Linked DNA regions of Pan troglodytes: region 2 is linked to region 1. The links are chromatin contacts, called in public HiChIP or PLAC-seq maps. All regions are on one chromosome and are shown on one strand. Each heading gives the region's core, a stretch centred on a gene start, on an enhancer-like site or on the middle of the called end of the contact. The rest is flanking DNA. Distances are from core to core; before and after follow the strand shown. Region 1 holds the start of BPGM (bisphosphoglycerate mutase). Region 2 holds the start of CYREN (cell cycle regulator of NHEJ).

Evidence for each region. HiChIP or PLAC-seq counts read pairs in DNA pulled down with a chosen protein or histone mark.
Region 2: a contact with region 1 is called in an H3K4me3 HiChIP or PLAC-seq map of stem cell-derived excitatory neurons, with 3 times the contacts expected there. The contact joins the promoter of CYREN here to the promoter of BPGM in region 1. A contact is called at or near these places in 1 of 7 Hi-C or Micro-C datasets (stem cell-derived neural progenitor cells) and 1 of 1 datasets of contacts at active chromatin or transcription factors (stem cell-derived excitatory neurons).

The regions. Positions count from the first base shown.
Region 1 is chr6:150,005,966-150,012,368 of NHGRI_mPanTro3-v2.0_pri, forward strand. BPGM (bisphosphoglycerate mutase) reads left to right here and starts at 3,414. Exons shown (of 5, transcript NM_001280257.1): 1 at 3,414-3,517.
Region 2 is chr6:150,531,441-150,538,861 of NHGRI_mPanTro3-v2.0_pri, forward strand. CYREN (cell cycle regulator of NHEJ) reads right to left here and starts at 5,658. Exons shown (of 4, transcript XR_010159008.1): 1 at 5,485-5,658; 2 at 4,467-4,542. It overlaps TMEM140 (transmembrane protein 140), which reads left to right. Exons shown (of 2, transcript XM_063815614.1): 2 at 1,153-6,283. The coding sequence starts at 1,177. The coding sequence ends at 1,734.

The sequences.
Region 1 (6,403 bases), core at 2,164-4,663:
GGTCTCCACTTGAGTGGAGAGCAGGAAAAAGAGGCAAGCGCAATGCCAAGACTTTACTGAGTAATTTGAATAAGAATACTTGTAAGTAGGTAAAATGCTTTACATTTATCATTACCATAATTGTTAAGAATAACTACCATTTATGAGATGCTTTCCATGTGGCAGGCACACATCACATTATCCCATTTAATTTTCACATTAGCGATTTGGGTATTATCTCTATTTAACAGATAAAGACACTGAGGCTGAGGTCAAGCAATTTGCCTAGGCTATTCTGCATTTTGCTAGCCTAGCAAAACCATTGGCTCCTTCCTTCCAGCAAACTCTAGAGTTAGCTATGATTGTGAGGCTTCCCCAGCCACATGGAACTGTAAGTCCAATTAAGCCCCTAAGTTCCCAGTGCTGGAAAGTGACAGACACAAGGTGCTTCAAAGATTGCAAAGCTATTCCAAAACTGCCTCCCTGATTCTTCACCCTACTCTGTGAGGAAGATGAGGATTCTAAGTTTTAACTTCTGAAAGAAAGGGACAGACTTTAAGGTCCCTTCTGAGAGGCCTGGATGGCTGACCCATAACAGCATTTCCAGTTTTTAGTTTCAGAAAAGGGAGTCTTGTACTTAGGAGGTCAATGATGGGGGCCACGCATAGGTCTATTATACTAGGTTACGAGTGGTAAATTTTAATCTGACCCTGAAGTAAGTAGGGTACAGTTGGAGACTAAACACTGGCAGCAAATAACCAACTCATGGTGTGTCCTGATAATGTGAAGAAAAGGAGACACTCCTGTACATGGGATATAGAACTAGCTAACTCTGGAGTTTGCTGGAAGGAGGGAGCCAATGGTTCTGCTAGGCTAGCAAAAGGGAGAATAGCCTATGTCCGTGGATGATGTTTTGATGCACGGTGGACCAATTCAGCCATACGTGGAAAAGGCTAGAGGCTCTGTGCACATAACTGTGAAATTATTTTGACCAGGTATGTATCCTATCAATAAAATAGTGGTTTATTCAGGTCACAAGGAAGACAATTTTCAACTAAAACTCAACGTATCACATGGGTTAATATTGACTTTTTCATATACACTTGTAACAGAAAGGAAGACAAAGAGACAACATAGCTATAATAATTTATTGCTTTTCATTTCTTGTTTGGATAAAAGTGAGACTACATCAAAAGTTGTTTGATGACACTGAATTATTTTCATAGTATCTATATCACTTGCTGTATCAGAACTGAAGTCCTCATGATTGGTCTTCAATGGAAGTGAATCCTAAAATTAATCTTAATTAAAAAAATACATTGCTTTTGGGGTGAGGAGGAGAAGGCAGCAGGAAGAGGAAGCATCTTCCCAGAATTATATGAATTAGCAACCTTGGGTCCTAGCCCAGGATTTGTCCCCAACCAAGTAATTCTGAGCACATCACTTAAGCTTCAGTTTCTTTATCTGTACAACAAGGAGCTAGAGTTTAATTTCCAAAGCCCTGTCAAGTACTAAGTTTGTACAAGTCTAATATTCTTTGGAGTTCATCTTTGCCTTAAATGGATTTATGATCATCTTTGTGAACCACGACCTCGTTATTTAAAAATTCATAAGGGAGACAGCTCATCGAATAGACCAGGACACAGGGTTCAGGATATGATACTGTAACATAATTAAGTATGGAGAACAATCTTGCCATAGGGCAAAAGTAACTCCTGAAATTCTGTTAGCCTCTGTGCACATTTGTCTTACAAACATGCTTGCTCCTGATGAAAATCTGCTTTTTAATTCCTTCTAGACAGAATCACTGATATAAGCTTCCATCTTATATCAAAATGACACATTCATAAGCCACATACTCTTGCAAATGATTCTAAAAGGCAAGTGATGTTTGATATTAAGGTTTTATGTGACAAGCTAGCATTCCATGGGTGTCCATAACAACAGTAAACTTAAATCCAATGAGTAGGTGCCCTTAAGTCCAGACTAAGTAGCCCTAAATGCCAAATGCCACAAGACTGACACTTGGGAATGACTGTCATTAGCCTCCGGAGTATGGATGGTGGGCACTCTGAATAGGAGCTTTATTACACTGTAGAAGAAAAGCTTTCTCCTTACTTTGTCCTCAACTGATATTGAGAAAAAAGCAAGAGGGCAAATGTATAAGATCTGGAAGCTGCCCCTTCCAGCTGTTCTGGCCTGAACTCTAGTTAATCTTGTGCAAGTTAAATTCGAACTATCACTAGGTGAGACCTATCACCTGCTGGGACCTGTCAAGCCTCGGATTAGTGCCGTCCCGGAAGTAAAGTTCTGTTGATATCCCAGGAGGAACTGTCATGCTCTAACATGGATAAATGAGATACAGAACTGGCTACGATTAGGTCTTAATGAGTTCAATAAAGAGTGTGTCACAGAATTTCAAATGTGGAAAGATTATCTTTTCAACTGTATGTATAATTTATTCTGAGGACTTGCTTGCGTGTCACAAACCTAATGCATTTGTTAGGAGGATGAAACAGGAAAAACTCACAGGAGGACACGAAACACTACTTAGGATAGCTTCTAAGAAGGGAATCTCCCATAACATTCCTTATCTTTCCCGCCCACCCAAGAGTTCTGACACATATGCTTCAAAACCTCGTGTGGTAGTTCAAGCCTGCTTAGAAGCTTTTAAGGCCTCGTGCCAGGTTTCCGGTGTTTTCATAGATTTCTCTTGTTCAGTTATTGTCGCCTCCGAATTTGTCATTCCCTCATTCCACTCCAGCCTCCCTTCCTCTGTGCAATAAGCTTTTAGGGCATTCCATTAATCACTTTTCTTCCCCACCTAAAATACTGTCAGCAAACTGCCTAGGGGAATCCCTATAAAAGCGGTAAGAGAAAGTAAGGTTGCGTTACTGCCTATAAATCGGGCACTTTAAAGCCATTTGTTTGAATCACTACTTAAGACTTTCAACCACGAGTAATTTGTGCGAAAGGAGCTTCTTCTGGGAGGATACCTCGGCTTCGTCTTCAGGTTTCAATCCCTAAATTTCCCATAAGTAAAAGAAACATCACCTCCTCTCTTCCAAGAGTCCGCTGACACCTGTCTTCACCCGCAGGTGTTTCTCTTAAGACGTTAAACGCTTTCTAGAACCTCAAACAGCTAAGATGCCCCCCGGACCCGAGGTTTTGCACCAGCGACGCTCCAGGGTGTGTTTTTCTACTTCCCTAGGCCCAAGCCTGCCAGCTGGCGTCGAAGCCAACTCCTTACTGGTTCAGGTATGTGCTCGTCTCTAAAGCGAACCAATCAGAGCCCCACTTCTTACTCCCGGGATTTGGTAAACGGAAGAGACCTCTCCTGTTCCGGGAGTAGGCCGGGACCGTGGATGAGTGACAGTTCGACTTTCCAATAGGCAGAGCCCTAGGACCTGCCCACGTCTGGTTCAGGGGCTAGAAAAGAGCGTCGATGCTGGCGGCAGTGATGAGTCCTAGGAGGCGCTGGCTCTTTGGCGGCTCGGAGGAGCGGCTGCTGCTGCTGCTGCTGGTGGCCCCTTTGCAGGTGAGTGGCTTTGTTTTAGAAAATGTTGCGAACGTTTACATTTTTTAGTGATGTGATGTTTTATTTTTGGGTGCGGGGAAGGCCAGTTTCTTTACTTCCCCCGGTTTAGTCGTTGGTGGGAGTCTGGTGCCCACTCCAGCCCTCAAGCTGGGACCCTCACTTATCGCCCCGGTCCCTTTCCCTTGTCCCTTTCTCAGAATGAGCCTCGCAGGCAGTCACCGTTCTGTCAACTGAGAGGAGGAGCCCGCTTTGGTAGTGCTGTCCTTATGGCAAGAATATATAGAAGTTGGAGGGAAGATAAACTCTCTTCTGGATGTCTGAGGTACTGTGTAGCAGAGCCCTTCCAATAGTAAGATCCCCTGGAAGGAAGCAGGGCGATGCCGCTGTATTCAGGGCTCTGGCAGACCTGGCCCTATCTATCATTTTGTGTAGTAGACAGAAAAACTCGAATGCGGTGAAAAGAGAAGGAGGTGAATATATGCAGTGTTTTCATGTAGGAATCTGGAGCCAAATCACAAGTTCTTAGAACCACTAGAAATAAAAACGTAAGTGTTTTTTCCTGTTTTCTAAGGGACGGGCTGGTATTACACTAGAGAAGGTCAATGAAATGCATAATTGCAGTTAAGTTCACAGTTAAGCTTTAAAGAATAGTTGGTTGTTAGCTAACTTATAACTCCCATCCCCCTACTGCCTCCCTTGCAAATTACGGAAGATCTTTAGCTTGTGAGTGGTACTAGAATGTTAGCTGACTAAATGCAGACTCTTTCCAAGAAGGGGAAAAATCAAAAGCTAAGTTTCACCTGTAGGTACTAAAGGTTTTTTAATAGTGAAAGCAGAACTCATGTCAGTTTGTCTTTTAATTTTTATTTTTTTTGAAACGGAGTCTCGCTCTGTCGCCCAGGCTGGAGCGACTGCAGTGGCTCGATCTCGGTTCACTGCAACCTCCGCCTCCCGGGTTCAAGTGATTCTCCTGCCTCAGCCTCCCAAGTAGCTGGGATTACAAGCATAGGCCACCACGCCTGGCTAATATTTGTATTTTTAGTAGAGACGGGGTTTCACCATGTTGGCCAGGGTGGTCTCGAACTCCTGACCTCAGGTGATCTGCCCGCCTTGGCCTCCCAAAGTGCTGGGATTACAGGCGTGAGCCACCGTGCCTGGCCTTGTCTTTTTTCTTTCTTTCTTTTTTTTGTTTTGTTTTGTTTTGTTTTGTTTTGTTTTGTTTTGTTTTGAGACGGAGTTTCGCTTCTGTTGCCCAGGCTGGAGTGCAATGGCGCGATATTGGCTCACCACAACCTCCGCCTCCTGGATTCAATCGATTCTCCTGCCTCAGCCTCCCGAGTAGCTGGGATTACAGGCATGCGCCCCCACGCCCAGCTAATTTTGTGTTTTTAGTAGAGACAGGATTTCACCATGTTGGCCAGGCTGGTCTCGAATTCCTGACCTCAGGTGATCTGCCCGCCTCGGCCTCCCAAAGTGCTGGGATTACAGGTGTGAGCTACCGCGCCCGGCCTTCTTTTTTTTTGAACTGCCTCCCGTGAGTCCAGGGAATAGCTCTTTCTTAGCCATCTTTGTATTCCAGTAGCACCTCATACACCGCAGATGCTCCCCAGTTGGTGGTGGACTTCAGAGAAGCATAATTCAAACAGTGTCATAGTGGAAGGAGCTCTGAGTTAGAAATCAAAAACATTGGCTTTAGTCCTGAAGCTGTTACTATTTGTGTGATCTTAAACAAATCATTTCAACTGTGACTCTTAATTTTTGCATTTTTTTTTGAGACAGGGTCTCGCTCTGTTGCCCAGGCTGGAGGGCAGTGGCGCAATCTCTGCTCACTGCAACCTCCACCTCTGTCTCCTGGGCTCAAGCGATCCTACCATCTCGATTTTTGCATCTTTAGAAAGCAGATGTTGCATTAAATTATATCTGAGGTATAAACTCTGTATTTAAAGTCTGTTTTAAAGTAAAAATGATTAGTATACAAGCAGAATCTCATTGCAGTAAATTCTGTACCATCTATTAGCAAGTAAAAGTTCCCAGCTTCAAGGATATATTCTTGTTTTTTAATTTTTAATTTTTGTGGGTACCTAGTAGGTGCATGTATTTATGGGTTACATGAGATATTTTGACATAGGCATGCAATGCATAATCACATCAGAGTACATAGGGTAGCTGTCACCAAAAGCATTTATCCTTTATGTTTCAAACAATCCAATTATACTCTTTTAGTTATTTGAAAATTTACAATTAAATTGTTTTTTTTTTTTTTTTTTTTAACTATAGTCACCCTGTTGTGCTAGCAAATACTAGGTCTTATTGATCTTCCTATTTTTGTCCCCATTACAAGGATATACTCTTTTGTGTTCATATTTAAACCAAACCAGATTATTGTAGAAAATTTGGAGCATACCGAAGTATAATGTGGCAGAAAAATGTCACTTAGAAGCAACTACTGTTAGTGTTTGGGTAGAGCTTTTAGTCTTTCTTCCTCTTTTGCCTGCTGTGGTTGGTTGAGATTAAGAGGCACATTTTAAGTAATGATTGATGCACCTAAATTCACCTGGCCTTCATCTTTGTGTGTCTGGGGCCTGAAGAACAGAGGTCACAAAAGTGTTTGAACCGAATGGTTTCTTGAAACATCCTTGGAATGAAATCTGATATGAAAGATGTTTATATGGGTGGCAGGACAAAAAGTATTACTTAATAACAAAACCCTTCTGCTGAAACTTGGCCACAAATATGAGGAAAACGTACTTTGTAAAGTATAAATTAAATGTTAACCACTTCATTAAAGCATTTGGATTGCAGAATATTAGTACTTGGTAAGCTTCTGAGACTGTATCTTACCATCACTTTCTTCCATCCCACAATATTTGATTGCATTCCTCCTTC
Region 2 (7,421 bases), core at 4,408-6,907, 530 kb after region 1:
GTACAGGAAGAAAATATTGGTAGAATATTAACAGTGGTTTTATGTGTATGATGGGATAAAAGGTTATCTTTTTTATTATTATTTTTAAAATATCTTCTGGCCAGGCATGGTGGCTCATGCCTGTAATTCCAGCACTTTGGGAGGCCAAGGTGGGTGGATCATTTGAGGTCAGGAGTTCAAGACCAGCCTGGCCAACATGGTGAAACCCATCTCTACCAAAAATACAAAAATTAGCCAGGCATGGTGGCGGGTGCCTGTAGTCCCAGCTACTCGGGAGGCTGAGGCAGGAGACTTGCTTGACCCCGGGAGGCAGAGATTGCAGTGAGCCAAGATCGCACCACTGCACTCCAGCCTGGGTGACAGAGTAAGGCTCCATCTCAAAAACAAACAAACAAACAAAAACGTCTAAGTTTTCTATAATTCGTACTACCATTGTCAGGAAAAAATTTGTATTAGTTTTTAAAGTAATGAGTATATGATGGGATTTCATCACCAGGTGACATCTTGTCTTGACCCAGTAATGAGTTCCCAGAGCACTGTAGGTAAAATCAGAGTGGGTGTGTCAGTGGTCCTCGACCCAGGCTCACCTTCGAATGAGCTTCAGAGCTTCAGAAACACACCAGTGCCCAGCCCGAAGCACATAAGTTGAGCTCTGATTGATCTGTGGCCCAGCAATGGGTAGTTCTTACAGCTCCCCATGTGGTTGTCTTGGCAGCTGTGGTGAAAACCAATAGCTTCCTCCACCTTCAGGTCTCCATTAAGGGTGGGCCTTGCCCTTCACCTCAGTCAAAACTCACCTTCAAAAAAGATCTGAGAAATCCCCTCACTAATGTTTCCAATGGCTTGTTGTATTTGGACTGGAGCAAAGCCTTTGGCTAAAGAGCACTTCACTCAGTTTAAGATGTTTCACACTTTCAAAGCTGCTTGGGAGAGACTTTTCCTCCTGACCTCAAATCAGAGGGCAGCTAATGACTTATTTGCAAATAGGTCCTGGCAGGAGGTTACCTCAGACTTCTGGTCCTTGGTGGAGGGCAGGGTAGGAGGGAAACTTGCCATGAGTTTGTAAGAAATGCCAAAGGGAGAACATGAGCTTGTCTGGACACAGGGAACAAGCAGGGGAGAGATGGACTGACTGCTGTGACTTCCCCGCAGGTCCCCCGGCAGAGGGCAGTAGAGATGGCCGGCCCAAGGCCTCGGTGGCGCGACCAGCTGCTGTTCGTGAGCATCATAGTCCTCGTGGTTGTGGTCATCTGCCTGATGTTATACGCTCTTCTCTGGGAGGCTGGCAACCTCACTGACCTGCCCAACCTGAGAATCGGCTTCTACAACTTCTGCCTGTGGAATGAGGACACCAGCACCCTACAGTGTCACCAGTTCCCTGAGCTGGAAGCCCTGGGGGTGCCTCGGGTTGGCCTGGCCCTGGCCAGGCTTGGCGTGTACGGGGCCCTGGTCCTCACCCTCTTTGCCCCCCAGCCTCTCCTCCTAGCCCAGTGCAACAGTGATGAGAGAGCGTGGCAGCTGGCAGTGGGCTTCCTGGCTGTGTCCTCTGTGCTGCTGGCTGGCGGCCTGGGCCTCTTCCTCTCCTATGTGTGGAAGTGGGTCAGGCTCTCCCTCCCGGGGCCTGGGTTTCTAGCTCTGGGCAGCGCCCAGGCCTTACTCATCCTCTTGCTTATAGCCATGGCTGTGTTCCCTCTGAGGGCTGAGAGGGCTGAGAGCAAGCTTGAGAGCTGCTAAAGGCTTACGTGATTACAAGGGTTCAGTTCCAACCATGGTCAGAGGTGGCACATCTGCTCAGCCATCTCATTTTACAGCTAACGCTGATCTCCAGCTCCAGCGATGGAACCCACTACAGAGGAGGTGGGGCCCCTGTGTCAAAGAGGCCGAGGGGCAGCAAGGGCAGCCAGGGCACCTGCGGCTTCTTAGTATAAGATTGTCTGTCCTTCAGGACTTCCAAGGCTCCCAAAGACTCCCTAAACCATGCAGCTCATTGTCACACCAATTCCTGCTTTAATTAATGGATCTGAGCAAATCTTCCTCTAGCTTCAGGAGGGTGGGGAGGGAGTGATTGCTGTCATGGGGCCAGACTTCCAGGCTGATTTGCCAAATGCCAAAATGAAACCTAGCAAAGAACTTACGGCAACAAACGAGGACATTAAAAGAGCGAGCACCTCAGTGTCCCTGGGGACATGGTTAAGGAGCTTCCACTCAGCCCACCATAGTGAGTGGGCCGCCATAAGCCATCACTGGAACTCCAACCCCAGAGGTCCAGGAGTGATCTCTGAGTGACTCAACAAAGACAGGACACATGGGGTACAAAGACAAGGCTTGACTGCTTCAAAGCTTCCCTGGACCTGAAGCCAGACAGGGCAGAGGCGTCCGCTGACAAATCACTCCCATGATGAGACCCTGGAGGACTCCAAATCCTCGCTGTGAACAGGACTGGACGGTTGCGCACAAACAAACGCTGCCACCCTCCACTTCCCAACCCAGAACTTGGAAAGACATTAGCACAACTTACGCATTGGGGAACTGTGTGTATTTTCCAGCACTTGTGTATTGGAAAACCTGTATGGCAGTGATTTATTCATATATTCCTGTCCAAAGCCACACTGAAAACAGAGGCAGAGACATGTACTCTGGTGTGATCTCTTGTCCTCAGTGTCTCTTCTGGGCTCCTGTCCCTCTTGCTTTATAGCTAGCTGCCCGGGGACCAAGGTACAGGTGAAAGCAAGGTAGCAGCTTGCGGGAGGAGGCCTGTCTGGCTTACCAGTCTATACACTGTGGCCTCAACCTCCCAGACAGGGCAGAGAACTGTGGGCAGCTCGTTTGCTTTCTAGGCTGGCTGGAGAGGTGGGAGCTCATTGATAGACTCATGATGGAAACTATTTTTGAAACAGGCTTCCTCCTTCAGGAGAGATCATGCGGACTAAACTGTAGCAATTCCAGTGCACCTGGCAGTGATCCTTTTCTTTGCAAAGTACTGTCTCTTTGGTTCCAGTAAGTTGGACCACCACATGACATCATTTTCCCTGGAACCTGGTCACTGACTAACACAGACAATTGGGACTCCAGAGCCTCAAGAGCCGGGAGAGGGCACAGTACATACAGAGGGAGTCGAATGGGATCTCATTTTGAGTCCTGCCTTCCGCACACTCAGAACGGCAGCCCCAAGGCCTGGAGTGTCCAGGGGCTTCTGGCCTGAGGTGAATCTGCCAGGCCCAAGAAGGCACAAAGGTAGGAGCACAGAGAGCCCCATTCCCACAGGCGGGCGGCCCAGCAGCACCAGTGGAAGCTCAGCTGTCCTCCAGCTGCTCTCGGCAGACAGTTCGGTGCACAGTTTATGCCCTAGCTGAAAAAGATCTCCCGGACGTATTTCAGCACATCCTCTTCCTCCTCCTCCTCAGGGCTCCTGCTACAGGCAGAGCTGGAACCCCCCGGCCTCTGGGAAGGGCTGAGGCCTGGAGCCAGTGCCTGTTTCCCACTGTCCTCTTCCTCACTGCTGCTCCCAGAACTTGTGTGAGGCGACATGGAGCAGGGAGGGGAGTGCTCTGGGTTATCAGCCCCCGCCAGGGCCGGCTGCTCGCAGGCCTTTTCCTGTTTGCGGCTCTGTGAAGTACGGGAAAACGCAGGCTCAACATACGTGTTTTATTTCCCTAACATGCTGATCTGTCAGTAACGCAGGATGTATCTAGAAGCAACTACAAAGCCAATGTGACCAGGCCAGGCAATGTACCCATATCCTGAGCACCCACCCTCTCTTCACCCCACTCCTTCCCCTGACCCCCTCTTCACAGCTCTTGAAGAAACCAGAACCCACTCGGGAGAGAAGCAAGCAAAGGCATGAGGATTAGCTGAGGGGAAAGGAAAAAGAAATGGAAGAAACATGTCTAGAAAGGCCGGTGACAGAACCCAGGACACAAAACCTGGGTGTGGGCCCATGCCTTAGCACTAGGAAAAGTCCCACACCACAGGGTTATTGCAAGGCTAAAATGACATAACGCATGCTTTCAAGGCACCTGGTAAACTGTAGAATGCTGTGCAACTCTGAGGCACTGCAATTATTACTGCAGGAAGCTAGGAAGCTCAGCATCCTCTGCTCAGGAGAGGGGCAATGGCTAAGAAGTCATCTACCCAACTGGGAACCTTTCCAAGAACACAAACAGGTAAACGCTTCATGTCCCATCCACATACACACCAGCGCACAGTCACGCTCTCCCTAACACACACACGCCCTCCCTAACACACGCATGCCCTCCCAGGCTTCTAGCCTCAAAGACACCCCACGAGCGCACACCCACATGGGGAGAGGCCTGGGCAGCATGGCCGAGATAAGAGCAAGGGAAGTGGCAGGAGGAAGAAGAGGTAGCCTACGGCAGAGGGCGTCTCTCTTACTGACGGTGACCAAGGGTCTAGCTTCTGCCCATGCAGAGTTTCTGGTCATGAGTAAGAGGCTTGTCTGACTTTACCTCAATCAGGATTCCCAGAGCAACATCGACTATCTCGGCCTCATTCATGCAGTACACAGTCCTTGTCGCAGGGAGTCTGAAAAAAAGACATGCAAGGCACAGATGACACAGACTCTCAAGTCTCATAAGGGCAAAGAGAACAGGAGAAGCAGGGCCTCTTCCCCCTGCCTTCCTACCACGCAGGAGGTACCAGCACCTCTGAGCTGAGGAGCTTTCTGACACGGACACAATTTCCTCAGCCTTGCAGCCCAGTGACTGGCACAGGGCTTCATGGAGGCAACACCGGGGTGCCTCCCACCCTCCACCAACTGCCCTACAAGGATCTGGAAGTAGGGAAGGATGGCCGCCTCTGAAACACACACGTGGATGCAAGAGGAAGGGAACCTCGGGCTGAGGCTGTACTGAGAGGAACCTGAAAGCAGGACCAGACTTAGGGAAAGACGGCAGCAGTCACAAGGGAAGGCTGTCAGTCAGGAAACCTTAGAGGAGGAGGAGCCAGAGAGGGAAACACCGAGTGCTGGGGCCCCGCCCACTTCACAGTGCAGCCTGGAGACTCACCACCCCCCCGCCACCCCCCCACCGGCAATTACCGTCATTCAACTAACTCACTCCCCAGCTCCTTAGCTCTCGCTGGCCCTGCAGCTGCTGCTCATCTGTCCATCCCTAAAAGTCTGTCCACAGGGGCAGGCACCACTCAGAACAGACCCTTCCACTGATCTTGCCCATCTGATGTTACCATGTTTGTTGTAAAGGAAGAGACTGGCATTCTGGACAACTGGCATCAGAGACTGGCTGACATGGAGAACCCACTCTGTGTGTGCTGAGGGCAGGGCACTCACCAGTGCAGAGGCAGAAGTGGGTGCCTGTCCTCGAGGGTTAACCCGCTTTGCCTCCCGCCCACAGCCCCTCCACCTTCTAAAAGCTCAAGAGATGATCAGACTGAAACACCCGCCCGTCTTGCTGTTCTGCCTAGGCTGGAAGACCTGGCCCAGGTCATGGAGGCCCCTGCTCCACGTGCCAGATTCGCAGGAGTCTTCTGACCAGAGCTGTCGCACCTTGCTGCTGCCACTGGCACTGCTGCCATTCTCATCCTCTTGGGGGCCTTCATTGGTGCCACATTCTTTGTAGCCACCTGGGCTGTCAGCCATGAGGGAAGGACCCTCGTTTTAGTCTCGGATTGTAAGGTTTCCATCTCTGTACCTTCTCACGAAGAAGAGTCAGGGCCCAAGCTTAATGACCTGTTTTTTAATTCAGGAAGGTAAATCTCATTCTCTCGTCACACCCGGAATTACAGGTCCATTTGTCCTCAGTGGGAGTTGATCTTTGATTCCTACAAAGAACAATAAAGTCCGGTGAATTCCAATACCTCCAGTCATCAGGCACAGTTACTGGTCGGTGCAGGGCAGACCAGAAGTGACCAAGGCCCAAGAGACTCAGACGGCCATTCACAGGCATCAGGCAGGTGTGATTGTGGGCAGGACAGCAGCTCAGGAGAGAGCCCTCTGACCTCCCCAAAGCTGGTGCCCCCTACAGGCAGCCAAAGCCAACCAGAGATACCTCCTGCAGCCTCTGTGCTGACTGACTCAGCACAGGAGGAACGGAAGGAGGCGGAGGCCCCTAATGTTCCTTCTCATTACCACCCCAAATGCCACTGTCCTCTGGATGCCCAGCCCATTCAATCCCTAAAATACCTCTTAATGGCCTCTCCCTCATCTGGCCAACTCGATTTCTCCACTCTTCTATGGTGGCTCAGTTACATGAAACTGAGGGCATTTTATTTCACAATAAAGTCTCATTGGCCAACACGCCACCCTTAAGCTAAAGATACTTCTGATTGGTCAAACTTGAAGCAGCAATAGGGGCCCGGAGGCATAACTGTGCCAGTCTGTAGATTCTGAAGCCCACGCCAGCCTCTGATCTAGTTTGGCCTCTCTTTTCCCTATCCCAATTGTTCTGCCTCCACTCAGCAGTCCTGGAGCTCAGTCCTCACCCAGAGAGATGGAGTTGTGACTCAGAGGGCCTAGGTCTCTACCTTCCACTTAGGAATCAAGCCAGAAGCTCCTGAAGCGGAGGTTTGCCCAAAAAAAAGAGTAGTCAGCGATAGTCCTCTCTGAATCATAATTTGATAATGTATTGCTCATCCAGATGGCTGTTTACAATTTAAGAAAAAATATTACCAGGCCCTCCTCCTAACCTGCCCGGCCATGGGGCACACCTTTGCCAATGCACCTTCATTTCTGTCAAAACTCAGTGATATTAGTGACTCCTACCCCCTAAGGCGCCTCTCAAGCGCAGTGCTGCAGTCTGTGCGGACAAATTTAGTTCACCCTGGGGTGCCTATTAAGTACATTTCGCAAACGAGGAACTGAGAGTTAACTTGCAGAAGATCACAGAAAAGTTTGAAATCAGCTGGTTGGATTCGCAGCCAGGTCCTGCAGACTCCAGACCCCGCGCCTCCCCGCCCTGCTTCTGGGCCCCAAGAGCAGGCCGCAGCAACTTCCAGAAGCCGGGTCTCTGGGGCACCGCGCTCGCGGACCGACCTCAGTCCCATCCCAGCCGCTCCCTGCCTGGGCAGAATGGGGGCCCCGAGGGAACGCGATGTGCTGCCAGTTCACAGCCCGCCCTCCCTCTGCGGGCCGGTACCCGCCGCTGGCGGCGCCGACCTGTGGGAGGCCCAGAGGGCCGGTGAGCGCGGAGCGGAAGAAGCGGGCGAAGCACCGCAGGGGCCTCGCTGACCCCGCCGCACGCCGGACAAGGCTGCAACGGCTCCTTCCGACCCGAACGGCCGCGCGCTCCTCTGGCCGGCTACTGGCTTCCCTGCTCTCAGGTTCCCGTCTCCGGCTCTCGTGCCCCTTCTTAGCTTCCAGAGCGGAGCCGGGAGGCAAATTCCAAGCGGTTGTGGGACCCACGCCTCACCCGGAACTTTAAGCCCTGCCGTCTCGCCTGGCGCCCAAA